2 separate regions of the Ovis aries genome follow, and region 2 is linked to region 1. The links are chromatin contacts, called in public Hi-C maps. All regions are on one chromosome and are shown on one strand. Each heading gives the region's core, a stretch centred on a gene start, on an enhancer-like site or on the middle of the called end of the contact. The rest is flanking DNA. Distances are from core to core; before and after follow the strand shown.

Region 1 (7,560 bases), core at 805-3,304:
ATCTCCACTTTCTCCTTCTGACAAATTCTACTGCATACAAGGCATCCTGGGAATGATCCAGAGATGGGGAAAACATGGTTTGTGTCCCAAAGGAGTGTAAACGTCTGGGTTAATAATCCAACCAGGGAACCTCCTGGGAGATTTCAGCCACTATCACCTTGTGTCTCGACCACTAGGACCAGCTTTTCAGGTTGGAAAACCATTCCTCGGCCACACCCCTCAGCCCCCAGCCCTCTGAGAAACCCTGGCAGCTTCTCCACATGACACAGCAGAATTCCTCCCACACCACAGCTCTTGGGCACTTGTTTGGCCTGCCTTTCCTGCCCCGGCTCCTCCCCCACCCCAGATCTTTTCTGAGGGTGATGTCCTGACAACCTGATTTTGGGTGTCCTGCCTGCAGCCTTCTCAGGCATATGTGCCAGCTCTGGCTGCCTCTGGGGGCGTGGAGGGGGAAACAGCTTCCTCACAGATTTCTCAACCCTCAGAGGCCAACGTTCGCTGATCAGCTTCAGATGCTTCAGCCTCAGGAAAAATTCTCAAGTGGGAGATGAATTCCAGTGCCAGCAGGGGAGGACCAGGCTCTGGGGCGGTGGGGGGGAGGAGGCGGTGATAGCTCAGGGAGCCTGGCGGGGAGGAGGGGGAGCTGGGGCGGGTGACGGTACCAGTGGGCTTGGCCTGGCTCTGCTGGGACACTTCGCACTTTTGCCATTTTTGGCCAGAAGGCTCTCCCTGCTAGCTTGGCTCTGTTCTAATTATATATTTCTGTGGAGACTCGCCTCTTCAGCTCAGTCTTAAAGACTCTTCGGCCTACTCTTGGACCATGTCCTTATGGGGAGGCCTAAGCCTCAGCCTCCAGGAACCCAGCGAGACACTTTGGCTCTTGTGGAAGCCCCAGCCTCAGATTTCAGAGGAAGGAATACTGTCAGTCCAGGTTACTGACGTTCGGGCCGGATCATTTTTGGTCGTGAGGGCCCCTGTTGTGCGTTATAGGTTTAGAAGCATCCCTGGCCTCTATCTGCTAGATGCCAGTAGCACCCTCCCTCTCAGTGGTGACAACCAGCAGTGTCTCCAGGTGTTGCCAGATGTCCCCTGGGGGGCCGAAATCATCCTCTGGTTTTCTCCAGTGCCCTGGACTCCTGGTGCACTCCACTGGGAGTTGACCACAGGTGTGGAGGATGGTTTGGAAGGTGGGTGGCCTTTGAGAATTTGAGAATCAGCAGCCGAATGTGACTCTAGGCTGGTGTGTCTTTTCCTGTGCAAAAGCATGATGAGAAATGCTCCTTGGGGTGCCTCTTTGAAACTCTCTTAAGTGTCTTGTTTCTCGATGATGCCTGTGTACTCATTTCTCTCCCCTGCTAGATGATAAACTTCAGGGCAGGCACTGGGTCCCCTATACAGCTGGTGTGATACCCAGCCCAGTGCTTATAGGTGCTTGATAAATGTTTCCCTACCCCCAAAACAACTTGGGCTTGGTTGGACTATCCTTCCTTAGTTGCCACCACAAGCCTCTTCTCCAAGAACACAGTTACTATAGGGGGAAAGAGGAAGGAGGAAGGGGTTGGATGGTGTCTCTTTCTCAGGAGTCTGAGGTATTCTTCCTTGGAAACAAATTGGATATGTTGAGCCTTCACAATCTAAGGAGGCTTGGTGGACCCTGTTCTAGTCTGTCCTCTGCTGTTATCTAGTGGAAGACCCTGGACAAACCACTTAGTCTGCTTGGGCCTCAGTTTCCTCTTTGGTAAAGTAGGTTGAACAGATGGTGTCCAAAGTCCGAGGTTTTAGCTCCTCATTCAGTGATTCTGTGTGAATCCGTTAGCCAGAGTTAAGTGCTTTAGTCTACAGCATGTCGTCGTGGATGGTTTTACCCTGCACTGACCTTTCTTTTCGTGCTTTTGCAGCCACTGTATACATCAGATTCTGGAGAGTGTTAACCACATCCACCAGCATGACATCGTCCACCGGGACCTGAAGGTACTTTTCTGCCCGGCTCCCCTCTGCCTCTTGTTTGTGAACCACTGGCGCCACCTGGCGCCAGATGATAGTACTGCATGGTCCCAAGCTAAGCTCCCTTTGGGCTGTGGGATTGGTGCCTCACGAGGCTCTCTGTCTTCCTTATACAGCCTGAGAACCTGCTGCTGGCGAGTAAATGCAAGGGTGCTGCTGTCAAGCTGGCTGATTTTGGCCTAGCCATCGAAGTACAGGGAGAGCAACAGGCTTGGTTTGGTAAGAGTGACCCTGTCTTCCTGGAATGCAGCTCCCGCCCTTCCTCCTCTTCCTGATCTGCCTTCCTCTTTCAGAACTACAGGCCAGACCCTTAATGGTCCTGGCCTCCTCAGAGACTGGAGGAAGGGCGGGCACAGAGTTCCCCCTGGCCCTCCGTGACTCAGTACAGTGAGACTAGCTGCTGTCAGCACTGCGTTTTTGCTGCCTCCGGGGACAATGGAAGTTCCTTTAAGGCACATGTATTCGCCCTCTGGTTTAGATTCCGGGCACTGCAAGAAGCCCAGCCCGTCGTCTCTTGCTGCCCAGGTGCTGAGAGCTTATGTAGCCAAATCAACAGGAGTAAGAAGGGACTTGGGGAAAACTGCTGATGTGGATTTAATGAGAGAGAAAGTGGGTTCAGTGTGCCTCCGCTCTCTCTTCCGCTACAGGTTTTGCTGGCACCCCAGGTTACTTGTCCCCTGAGGTCTTGAGGAAAGATCCCTATGGAAAACCTGTGGATATCTGGGCCTGCGGTAAGCCCATTCCACACACTCAGCTTTTTGGTGTTAAGGGCGCTCAGCTTCCAGCGATGACAAGAAACAGGCATTGCTATTCCCTGCGGGTCCCACAGGCATCTGGTATATGTGAAGTCACAGCATTTGCTCTGGTGTCCCCCGGGATGGCTGTTCCCTTCACAACCTCCTCCCCAGCTTCCTAGAAGATGATGTCTCCTTCTCAAAAGAGGGATTTACCCATGCCTTAGTGGGTGGGTTGTGCCTGAAGAAATCCCAGACATGGCGTGGTTATGTGGGGTGTGAAGCACAGTGGCACAGCATTGTCGGCTGCCATCCACCTCTCTCTCTGGGATGGTCCTTGACTTTCTGGGTGGCTCGGAGCCCCATGTGGCTTTTCTTGGTTCTTCAGCAAAGCAGGTGACTGACCCCAGTGACCTGTGTTCTGTCTTGTAGGGGTCATCCTGTATATCCTCCTGGTGGGCTACCCTCCTTTCTGGGATGAGGATCAGCACAAGCTGTATCAGCAGATCAAGGCTGGAGCCTATGATGTAAGGACAAGTTTGTTCCTGCCCCACTGTCTAGGGGAAGGGGGTGTGCTGAGTGTGTTGCAGGGTGTGGGGAGTTAGGGATTTTGAGGACCATATAGGCCTCAATTCTTGTCACCACCTGTCCCAGGGAGCAACTTTTTTGCACAGCCATTGTTGGTGGCTGCAGAATCAGGGAGTCTACTAAAGCCCTTTGTTCTGTTATTTGCAAAGAATGGTGTGGCTGTGTAGTGTGCCGTGTGACATAGAGATGAGAAGTATGGCGGCTCCTCCCACTGCGGTGGGGCCTTGGGCACAGTGTTGAGCAGCAGGTTCCTCCTTGTAGGGAGATGGAGTTGAACCAGATGTCAGGGTCCCCTGATATGATATTCTGGCATTCTAACCATGATTGTTCTGTTTTTCTTTCCCAATCTTTAAGTTGACTCCTGGGATACCCAGTGCTTAGCCCACTTCATGCTAGGCAGCTTTCGATAGTTAACCCTGGTTACAGGGGGTATAAGGTGCACAGATTTTATATCCCTCCTTCTCCTGTTCCCACTTCTTAGTTCCCATCACCAGAGTGGGACACAGTGACTCCAGAAGCCAAGAACTTGATCAACCAGATGCTGACCATAAACCCTGCAAAGCGTATTACAGCTGACCAGGCTCTCAAGCACCCATGGGTCTGCGTAAGTGTCTTCTCCTGAGGTCAAGGAGATCCAGGATATCAGCTCTCAATGTGCTCATAGCACTGTCTTTACCCTCCTTCTTGTGACTAGAGAATAATCACGTGGGGCCTTGAGCTAAGACGGTGCAGAGGGGACAGGGGACTGGGTGGAGCCCAGGGGCAGCAAATGTCACCAAGAGAAGCCAGGGAAGCTATTGTGACTAACTGACCTCTCCCTGACCTTCCCCACTCATTTGGCAGGTATGACTTAGTTTTGCTGTTGAATGAGGGCTTAGGTTGACCCTTGCAGACTCTAGTTGATGACAGAAAGCAACCAGCAGAACTCAAAAGTAAATTGCCATGCCTAGAGTGCATATCCAGATTCCAAATAAGACAACTCTAATGGGAAGGTGACGAGACCCAACAAATAAACAAAAGGGGCCTGTGAGCAATGAAAAAGAGCTCCTGAAGTTCAGTCACAAAGCTCATCCTAGAAGAGCCCCCAGGCTATCGATGTGGGTCATCATCATGCTCTGTTTTTGTGTAAGCTTCTATCTGGCTGCAATATCTTTTTTCAAACAGGGTCTGCTATAGTCAGGCCTCCTGACAACCATGATGCATGTATTCATTTGTTCTTTTCCATGTTTACTGAATGCCTCTTTGGTGCTGGTCCCTGTGTGCTGGAGATACAAAGATGAATAAGGCCTGCTGCCTTCCCCCACAGATCTCAGAGATGATCTGGGGAGACAGGCACTCAAGCAGGCAACCAGTCTGCAATGTGACAAGTACGTAAAAAAAACCTAACGAGTGTATAGGAGCCCCTGCCATCTCTGGTGGGCAGTGGGATTGCTGAAGGTGTGGAGGAGGTGAGCTCTGTCCTGGTTCTTAGTAGATTACTGGAAGTTCCCCAGGATGATAACCTGCAGACTGAGCTTAGCACGGGCTAAGGTGAGAGGCCATGGGGAATTACGGCAAGATTAAGGAATGTTAAGCAGTTTGGTTGTAGATGAAGGTAAGGCTGCAGGAATATAAGAGAACGAAGCCAAAAACGATTCCAGTGACATACAAGTTTCTGCCTAAGGAGTTTCGGTGTTACTCTAAAAGCGTAGGGAACCATTTAAGAGTTTCAAAGAGGGAATGAAATACGCAATTAAGAAAGATCGCTTTGGAAGCTGTGTAGAAAATGGAATTGAAGAGGCAGGGGCAGAGAGAGCTAAGGAAGCTGTTGTGGTTGTCTAAGCAAGGCCAGACAACGTTTCAGCTGAGGGTAATGATAGGATAGGTGGTGTGGCAAGGAGTGGACACATTTGAGAGACAAAATAAGAAGGACTCTGTGACCAACTGGATTTGGAAAGTGAAGGTCTTTTGAGAGAGAGATCTGTGGGAATTGCCAGGTTTTGAGTTGGTAACTGAGTTGGAGGGTTGTACCATTCACTGACCCAGAGGAAACCTAGAGGAGGAACCCTTTTATGAGAAAAGATGATGATTTTAGTTTCATACATGTTAAGTATGAGGGCCTCCAGCTGGAGATATCTCGTGGGGAGTTAGAAGTATGGAGAAGTTAAAAATCAGAAATACAGGTTGTGGTCATTTCTGTATGGATGGTGTTGGGGCTATAGAAATAGATGGGATTGGTTCTCTGCTAGTTGACTCCTTACTGTGAGCTGTTGTAAGAGAAGATACGGCCACCAGCATTTAGTGGCCCGGAGAGGAGCCAGCAAAGGGGGCTGCGAATGAGAATGTCCATGGCGGGAGGAAGATCAGGAGATCCTAAGAAACATGAGGTCTCAGGAAGGGAGGGTCTGTAATCAGATGCTTCAGAAAGTCCATGATAAAGATGGAAGAGAGCCTGTTGGCTGTGACCAATTAAAACCATTGTTTCATTATTTCACTGAAAGAGGCAGTGGAGGCAGAGAGACCAGTGATACTGCTTAGAGAAGATGGATGAGTCGGGAATTTTTAAAATCTTGCAATTGATTATATTGTGTTGACTGCAGAGAAGAATATGATGCAGAATAAAGGGTTAAAAATATTGGCTAAATTTTGGCTCAATGAGACCTGTAGAAGGTGTCCTATCTACTAATCTGGAAGATAATTTGACTTGTTTTGTATAAAAAACAAGATATATATATAGGCTAATTGAAGAACCAGTGTTTGGAAAGCACAAGAGAGGGGCTCTGGAGCCCAGGGCAGGGGCCAGCACATGAGTGGTGATGCTTCTGAGACCTGAGATTAGGTTGCAGGGGGGTGAAAATCAGCTTGTGGGGGCTGGAACTGAAGAAGTTCTTGCTCAATCATCTCTCATTTCTCTTGGTTTAGAAGTTTACACTTTGGAGGAGGAAAGGAAATATGATACACTCACACCCCCACTCCAGAAGGTAGACAGAAGGGAGAGTTGCTTCCGGGACCGGGAAAGGGAGAAGCCAGGGATGAGGGCAGGGATGGCAGGGTGGTCCCATGGGGGAGTGGGCACCAGGCTATGTGTTGTAGGTTTTATTTTTCTAGCAGACTAGCCAGGATACAACAAGAGCAGAGTAAAGGGATGAGCCACTTAAAACGGGTACTCAAGAATTGTGGGAATCGTATGTTCTGGGGGCATGTTTGTGGGCCCTACTCCCTATCATCCTGTATATCTCAGTAGCCCCTGAGGACATCTCTATATTAGGATATTATGTAATAATTGATGCTTGTATTGCTGACCCTGAGTCATCAGGGAAATGTAAATCGTGTCTAAGGGACTCTGTTTAAAAGTTAGCAGTAATACATTGAAGAAAAATTCCCATCCAAAATGGTGAAGAGAATTGATGCGTCATGGTAAAGATCCTCAGTTTCTCAGATCACAACTTCATTTAGGACCTTGTAGGGGGCCTGGAGAATCCCAGGGACCAGGGAGCCTGTTGGGCTGCCGTCTCGGGGGTTGCACAGAGTCGGACACGACTGAAGTGACTTAGCAGCAGCAGCAGCAGGGGGCTGCTGAGAGGAGCTTTTGGAAAGAATGAATGCTCTCTGTAGAGAGCAAGACCCCTTCCTGTTTTCTCACTGCCCAGAATCTGGAGTGCTTTAGGTGCTCACTAAATAGTAGGTGAAGGAATAACTGTGTGAGGATCACAACACAGAGAATACTCACACTTTCCATAGCCTCCATCCCCTAAGGAAGATCAGAATGCTCTCTCAGGCACCCTCATCCAGCATCAATTACCAGTGGTGTTTTCATGTTCAAATTATTATCCTTACATAACCTTGAGTTTTGGGTAGAGCTTTTATTGTAAAAGCATTTTTCACCTCTATGACCTCATCTTATCTTTGGAGCAACTCTCGAGTGGCTGAGCACAAGGCCACTGATGCTGGGACTATGGTGAGGGGCAGAGGATGTGCCTGGGGGCTCACAGGCCTGTCTGTTTGGCTTCCAGCAACGGTCCACAGTGGCATCTATGATGCATCGTCAAGAGACAGTGGAGTGCCTACGCAAGTTCAATGCCCGGAGAAAACTGAAGGTGAGTTGTGCCTTCTGGGCCAGGCTGCCAGCATCCTGAAATCATACCCTTTGGCAGTGCGCCCCCTGCCCCATCACAACAGGAGAGAGAGAGTGAATCTTCCCAGTCATCACCCCCATTAATCGGCCGACTGGGACAATCTCATGGCTGGAGCTGAG
Region 2 (7,530 bases), core at 3,485-5,984, 100 kb before region 1:
GACTTGGCAGCCAATGAAAAGGCAGTTCACGCAGACTTTTTTAACGATTTTGAAGATCTCTTTGACAATGATGATATCCAGTGAGGTGTGTCCAGCGGTGCGTCTGGCCAAGCTTCGCCACGTGGTGGTGTGGTGGGGCTCCTTAAAGGACAGTTTCAGGTGGTTCCAGAGAACTTGTGGGAATCGCTAAAATTTAGATGATTAGCCAAGAAAGAGAAGAAGGTTTTAGCCATCTGGAGGAGGCCTGTTAAACTCTTGAATGTTGCCAGCTTTTGTCCTTAACTTCAGTTAAAATAAAGTGATGTTATTTCTTGCAGGGTGAAAAAAAAAAAGATCATACACCATGACCAAGTGGGCTTTATACCAGGGATGCAAGGATTCTTCAATATCCGCAAGTCAATCAATGTAATACACCACATTAACAAATTGAAAAATAAAAGCCATATGATCATCTCAATAGATGCAGAGAAAGCCTTTGACAAAATTCAACATCCATTTATGATAAAAACTGTCCAGAAAGCAGGAATAGAAGGAACATACCTCAACATAATAAAAGCTATATATGACAAACCCACAGCAAACGTTATCCTCAATGGTGAAAAATTGAAATCATGTCCCCTAAAGTCAGGAACAAGACAAGGGTGCCCACTTTCACCACTACTATTCAACATAGTTTTGGAAGTTTTGGCCACAGCCATCAGAGCAGAAAAAGAAATAAAAGGAATCCAAATTGGAAAAGAAGAAGTAAAACTCTCACTGTTTGTAGATGACCCTCTACATAGAAAACCCTAAAGACTCTACCAGAAAATTACTAGAGCTAATCAATGAATATAGTAAAGTTGCAGGATATAAAATCAACACACAGAAATCCCTTGCATTCCTATACACTAATAATAAGAAAATAGAGAAATTAAGGAAACAATTCCATTCACCATTGCAACGAAAAGAATAAAACACTTAGGAATATATCTACCTAAAGAAACAAAAGACCTATATATAGAAAACTATAAAACACTGGTGAAAGAAATCAAAGAGGACACTAATAGATGGAGAAATATATCATGTTCATGGATCAGAAGAATCAATATAGTGAAAATAAGTATACTATCCAAAGCAATCTATAGATTCAATGCAATCCCTATCAAGCTACCTAGGGTATTTTTCACAGAGCTAGAACAAATAATTTCACAATTTGTATAGAAATACAAAAAACCCTGAATAGACAAAGCAATCTTGAGAAAGAAGAATGCAACTGGAGGAATCAACCTGCCTGACTTCAGGCTCTACTACAAAGCCACAGTCATCAAGACAGTATGGTACTGGCACAAAGACAGAAATATAGATCAATGGAACAAATAGAAAGCCTGGAGATAAATCCATGCACCTATGGACACCTTATCTTTGACAAAGGAGGCAAGCATATACAATGGATTAAAGACAATCTCTTTAACAAGTGGTGCTGGAAAAACTGGTCAACCACTTGTAAAAGAATGAAACTAGAATACTTTCTGACACCATACACAAAAATAAACTCAAAATGGATTAAAGATCTAAACATAAGACCAGAAACTATAAAACTCCTAGAGGAGAACATAGGCAAAACACTCTCCAACATAAATCACAGCAGGATCCTCTATGACCCACCTCCCAGAATATTGGAAATAAAAGCAAAAATAAACAAATTGGACCTAATTAAACTTAAAAGCTTCTGCACAACAAAGGAAACTATAAGCAAGGTGAAAAGACAGCCTCAGAATGGGAGAAAATAATAGCAAATGAAGCAACTGACAAACAACTAATCTCAAAAATATACAGAAGCCCCCTTTTGACCCATTCCAGTCACTAATGGCTCAAGACCAATCCCTGTTCATAGATTAAAGGCATCTGTTAATTTTTCTTATTTTTTAACTCAACATATATGGAATTAGAAGTATGAATTCTTTTATGTCTGGTTTCTTCCACTTAATGTTATATTTATGATATTCATCCTTATTGTCATATGTAGTCACAGGTTATTATTCTCATTGTTGGATAGTGGATTATGTAAGTTCATCATGAACTATTTATCTATGCTATTATTGGTGGACATTTGAATTGTTCCAGATTTTTAGCTATTACAAATAGTGCTGTTCTGATTATTCTTGTATGTGTCTTTTGGTGAACATATGTATTTCTAGAAATGTAATTGCTAATCATAAGGTACACATATGTTCAACTTTGGCAGATATTGCCAAACAATTTTCCAAAGTATTGATAGTTGTACTGATTTACACCCCCATGAGCAATGAATGCAAGTTCCAGTTGCTCATAGTTTCATTAGCACTTAGTGTTGTCTATCTTCTTCATTTTAGCCATTTTGGTAGATGTGTACAGATATCATGTTGTACTTTTCATTTGCATTTTCCTATTGGTTAGTGAATTGAGTATCTTTTCATATATTTATTAGCCATTTGAATATTTTAGGGACTCAAAGATTTTTCCTGGTTATTAAAGTAATATGTGTTAATTGAAGAAGGTTTAGCAAATACAGAAAGGAATTATGGTAAATTTGTACTATGTCAATCTAGCTAAATTTTAAACTTAGCTCTAGCTAAATTTTAAACTATGTTTTTCAGAATTGCTTTCCTTGTCTGGTTCTGGGCTAGGATTAGCCACAAACACATTTGCATAAACTCAGAAGGTCTGTGTAGAATCAGGTGCTGTCATAATTCAAACACATTCTCACATCTGCTGGCTTACCTTGTTAGCCCCAGGTAGCCATTAGGCCCACAGTTCCTTCAGTTCCCACTAAATCTCATGTGAAGCTTTTTCAACTCCTGGGCCCAGTGTGTGTTGAGCTCTATGACAAAGGACCCAGTAAGAGATTGACAGAGCTTCCAATTCACCCTTGTGAGCACCATATATATATTTTTTTCCAAATTTGCTTTGCCTTTGCTCTCCCACAGTTCACATCTAGCTACTCTTCCTGACCACCTGCCCTCCTAACTTCAAGCCCAGCACCAGAAGCATACTCTACAGTCACACACAAGTTGTTTAACCAGCTCCCACAATTGCAAAATGTCAAGTCATTATAATAAACTCATTCTATGACATTCCTAGTAGTGTCTCTGACTAAACACTGGCTGATACAGACATTAAGAAAAAAACTAAATCCACCTGTAATCCCATACCCAGGGAGGACCTCTGTCAACATCTCAGTGTGTGTTCTTCTTGCCTGGAATATTTTAACTGAAGAGAACAAACCCCAGAGACATTAAGGATTCCTCAGGGTTTGGCTAGCTGATGGCTCAGCCTGGCCTTGAGAAGGCTGTTTTTGTCCCTGCTAATCTGGTGTTGCTTCCACTGCGTCTCAGAACCCCTTGAAAGCATTAGTTGCCCAGTCATGTCCTACTCTTTGCAACCATGGACTATAGCCCACTAGGCTCCTCTGTTCATGGAATTCTCCAGGCAAGAATACTGGAGTGGGTTGCCATGTCCTTCTCCAGGGGATCTTCCTGACCCAGGGATCAAACCTGGGTCCCCCGTATTACAGGCAGATTCTTTATCAGAACCTGTTAATAACCACTTACTCCTCCAGCTTTCCTAGGGGCCTCCTAGCTCTGAGCACAAACTCTGAGCCTGTGAGAGGAGCTTTTGAACACATTTCCCTGTGTTTTGAAGCCACCTGCTTTTATAGTTTCCCCATTTTGTTCCGATTGCAGGAGTTCTACCTTCCTGTTCCTCTTAAGAAAAAAAACAGTCTTCTGAGACTAGTCATTCTGTGTCATCTCCATCTGGAGAACTGACCAAGAAGTGATGGCCACCAGGGGGCCAGAGAGAGCCCAAAGGCCTCCCCCTCCTGCCAAACACAGCTCCCCAGATGTCAGTTAGAGATGTAGTCCTTTGATTTAAGCATTACTATCTTGAGTTCTCTTTTAAAACATAAGCACTCCTGAGAGAGGGTGCACCTGAAATCCTTAATTCTTCAGAATGAATTATTCCCCAGATGGTGAGTATTGGTATCATAAAAGCTTTGGTGAAGAACAGGCTGGTCAGAGAAGAGCCAAGGGAATGAGAAGTCAAAGACAAACTTTCCCTCCTTTGCAGTTTGTCCAAGGGCCTCCTGGGCTCTAAATTCTACAAGAACAAGAGTCAGTAGGGCTTTCCTGCTCAAGCCTGAAGCTTAGGCTTGCACTTTACTCCTTACCCGGAGGGCGGACTCACCAAGAGGACAGATTTGCTTCCCTGAGGAGAACAGAACCAGAGAGAAGCAACTAGAGGCAAAGAGCAACGCAGAAACTAATGATGATCAGAAGAAACTGGCGACACCCTCTCGCCCAGCATGACAGTTTTGCCTGGCTGGTTTCTTAAACAGGAACAAAAAGGGGATGTTGTGGTAAAGGTTTCTTGCTTTGTTTTGTTTTCTCTTCCAACGGCTATAGATAGTGTTGGCCTCTTTCCCTGTTTGCTCATGACACCACCTTCCTAAGTAGAGGGGACAGTTACCCCATAGGTTGATGGCTGAGCTGAGACCCACAGCCTGGAAGGGAGTCCCCAGCCCAAAGTGCAGGAGTGCCCAGGGGTAACTTTATCCTGGCAGAGCTACACAAGGAACTGAGTGTTTAGAATAACTTCAAGAAAGTCGTAGGCGTTTCCTCTGTCAGGGAAACAAGAAACCACAGGGAGATAATGGATAGCTATATTCAGGTCACAGATTATCAGCTGCCACTGCTGCTTCCTGTTCAGAACTCGATGAAGCATCTTTCTAGTCACTAGAGCCTCATGGGTTCTGCGAGCATGACAACATTCAGTGTTGTTAGGGCTTGGGAGCACTGCCTGGGGATCTGGCACAATCCAGTGGTGAAACTGTTTTTTGAGGGGTGAGGCTTCAGGGGCCTGTTCCTGGTTGGGTAAGTGGTGGATGAGGAAGCAACAGTGAGAATAACTTTTGCCAAACTCTTAGTTTTTTTTCCAGGCTCTTGGACTAAGAGAGTTTTGTGCATCATCTCATTCCACTCTTAAAACCACCTTAAGCAAAGAAGAGTTAGCAAGGATGTGGAATTAACCCTTTGTACACTGTTGGTGGTAATGCAAAATGGTATAGCCACTAATGGAAAGCAGTGTCAAAATTTCTCAACATTTAAAAGGGAACTGCTGTACGATCTAGCAATCCCACTCCTGGGTAGCTATCTAAAAGAATTAAAATCAGTATCTTGAAGAGATATTAGCACTCCCATGCTCACCCAACACTGTTCACAGTAGTCAAGTTGTGGAAACAATCTAAATGTGTATTAAAGGATAAATGGATTAGGAATATGTGGTATATATATGTACAATGAAATATTAGTAAGCCTTAAAAAAAAGGAAATCCTAAAAATATGCTACAACATGGTGGAGCCTTGAGGTCATTGTACCAGTGGTACCCAGCCTTTTTGGTACCAGGGGCTGACCTCATGGAAGACAACTTTTCCATGGACCAAGGGCGGGGAGGGGTTTGGTCTTGGGATGATTCAAGTGCGTTACATTTATTGTGTTCCTATGAGAATCTAATGCCACCACTGGTCTGACAGGAGGCAGAGCTCAGCCAGTAATGGGGAGTGGGCGTGACAAGCAATGCAGAGTGACTGTAAATACAGATGAAACTTCACTTTCTCATCCACCACTCACCTCACCTCCTGCTGTGCAGCCCAGTTCCTAACTGGCCACAGGCCAGGGTCCTTGGGGGTTGGGGACCCCTGCATTATACTAAAGGAAATAAGTCAGTTACAGAAGGACAAATACTATATGATTTTACTAATATAAGGAATTTAAATAGTCAAATTCACAGAAGCCAAAAGCAGAACATTGGTTGCCAAGGGAGAGAGAGAAATGAAGAGTTGCTAATCAATAGGTTTAAAGCTTCAGGAGTACAAAATGAATAAGTTCTACATCTGTTATATAGTGTTGTGACTGTAACTATATTATACTTTACACCTAAAAATCTCTTAAGAGAGTAGATCTCATATTAAGTGCTCTAATCACAGTAAAATAAAAATGTAAGAACCACCTTGTGTGAGAAGTACTATTGTTATCCCCATGTTATGGTTGAGACAAGGGAGTCATAAGTGTTAGCTAACTTGCCCAGAAGCCACAGTGGTAGAACTGGGAACTAGAATCAAGCCTTAAATTCTCTGTCTCTCTCTGTCTCTGTCATCTATCTGTCTCTTTCTCACATACACACATGCACAGAATACTTTATTACACTGTCACTTATATATACTTAACATGCATACACCTATGTGGCTGCCACCCAGATCAAGATTAAAACACTTTCATCCCTCTCACACTTTCCCTCATGTCGCTTTCCAGCAGATACCCATGCCCCATACATTTCAAGTAACCAGTAATCTGACTTCTATTCTCATAGATTTGGTTTATCTATTCTTGAACTCATATTAATAAAATCATGGTCTTGTATCTGGCTTCTTTTGCTCAACATAGTATGTCTAGGGTTTGTCCACGTTATCATTTGTATCAGCAGTTTCTTCCTTTTTATTGCTGAATAGGATATGATTTTATGAATATACCATTCAGTTTATTTATTTACCAACTTGTTGATGAACATTTACATTGTTTCTAGTTTTAGGTCATTTTGAATAATACTGTCATGAACACTTTTCTTAGGTAGGAATGTATTTAATTTTATTAAATAACTGCCAAATCATTAGTTGCTCCACATTCTTGTCAACACATGGAATTGTCAGTCTTTTCATTTTGCCATTAGAGTGAATGTGAGAATTAGCTGTTTCTGATTCCAGAGCCTACACAGCATCACCAAGCTCTGGATCTGAGCTACTGCTACATCCATGACTCTGGCTTCGGTGGGAACAAGAGGCCTAAGTACCACTTTCTTACATGCTGGCAGCAAGAGCGGAAAGTGGCTCCCCAGGACAGCTAGGTTCCAGGAAGCTGTCTCCTCCGTCGTTTCCAAGGGGTACCCAGCAACTTCCAGACTGAGTGTCCATGTGTCCTTTTCCAGGAAAATCCCTCTAGAAAGCTCTCCTACAGCTTCTGGTACAAGGATGTGCCAAGTGTGTGGTCACTGTGGCCAGACCCTACTGTGAGGTCGGCCCTGTTCTTCTTTGCTAACAAACTGGAGTGGTTCAAGCCAGAACATCAGAAGGCTCTCAAGGATAGGACCTGGCCCAGGAAGCCCTGTAGTCTGAAGCATGGAAGCCCTAGAACTATGATGCAGCTTGGCCTCCTACCCTAATGTGGCCTTGGGCATGTCATTTCTGTGACACAGTTTACTCAACTATTAAATGGGACGACAATGCCAGCTCTATAGCTCACACAATTTCTTCAAAGGCTTCTTATTTTCTGAGGGTGTCTTTCTCTGGCCCGTCTTCTCCCCATATCCCCTGTATTTCCACCATGCTGATCCAGTTAATATTTATGAGCAAGATAGCCTCTTAGACTTCTCTAGATTTTTATAAAAGGTGTTTTCATGTAAGATATCCTCTTTATCTGGAATACCCTTCCTCACCTTGTCCAACTGGCAAACACCTCCTC

What was found. A called contact is a pair of places that touch in the nucleus more often than the background predicts.
Region 2: a Hi-C map of liver shows a contact between it and region 1, with 2.7 times the contacts expected there. The contact joins two enhancer-like sites. A contact is called at or near these places in 4 of 16 Hi-C or Micro-C datasets (blood, liver and tail adipose tissue).

What each region holds. Positions count from the first base shown.
Region 1 is chr25:28,949,530-28,957,089 of ARS-UI_Ramb_v3.0, reverse strand. CAMK2G (calcium/calmodulin dependent protein kinase II gamma) reads left to right here. Exons shown (of 21, transcript XR_009598544.1): 6 at 1,899-1,971; 7 at 2,121-2,223; 8 at 2,652-2,735; 9 at 3,171-3,265; 10 at 3,808-3,930; 11 at 7,319-7,402. Among named protein-coding and RNA genes, the nearest start is that of CAMK2G, 25 kb to the left of the region's middle. Within about 2 kb of position 2,054, at least 21 of the 54 cell types and tissues checked have an H3K27ac peak or open chromatin away from gene starts, as enhancers often do. A contact at or near this core is called in liver, where this site is marked.
Region 2 is chr25:29,055,470-29,062,999 of ARS-UI_Ramb_v3.0, reverse strand. It overlaps LOC101121062 (COP9 signalosome complex subunit 9), which reads left to right. Exons shown (of 1, transcript XM_004021479.4): 1 at 1-316. The coding sequence ends at 84. Among named protein-coding and RNA genes, the nearest start is that of VCL, 36 kb to the left of the region's middle. Within about 2 kb of position 4,734, at least 16 of the 54 cell types and tissues checked have an H3K27ac peak or open chromatin away from gene starts, as enhancers often do. A contact at or near this core is called in liver, where this site is marked.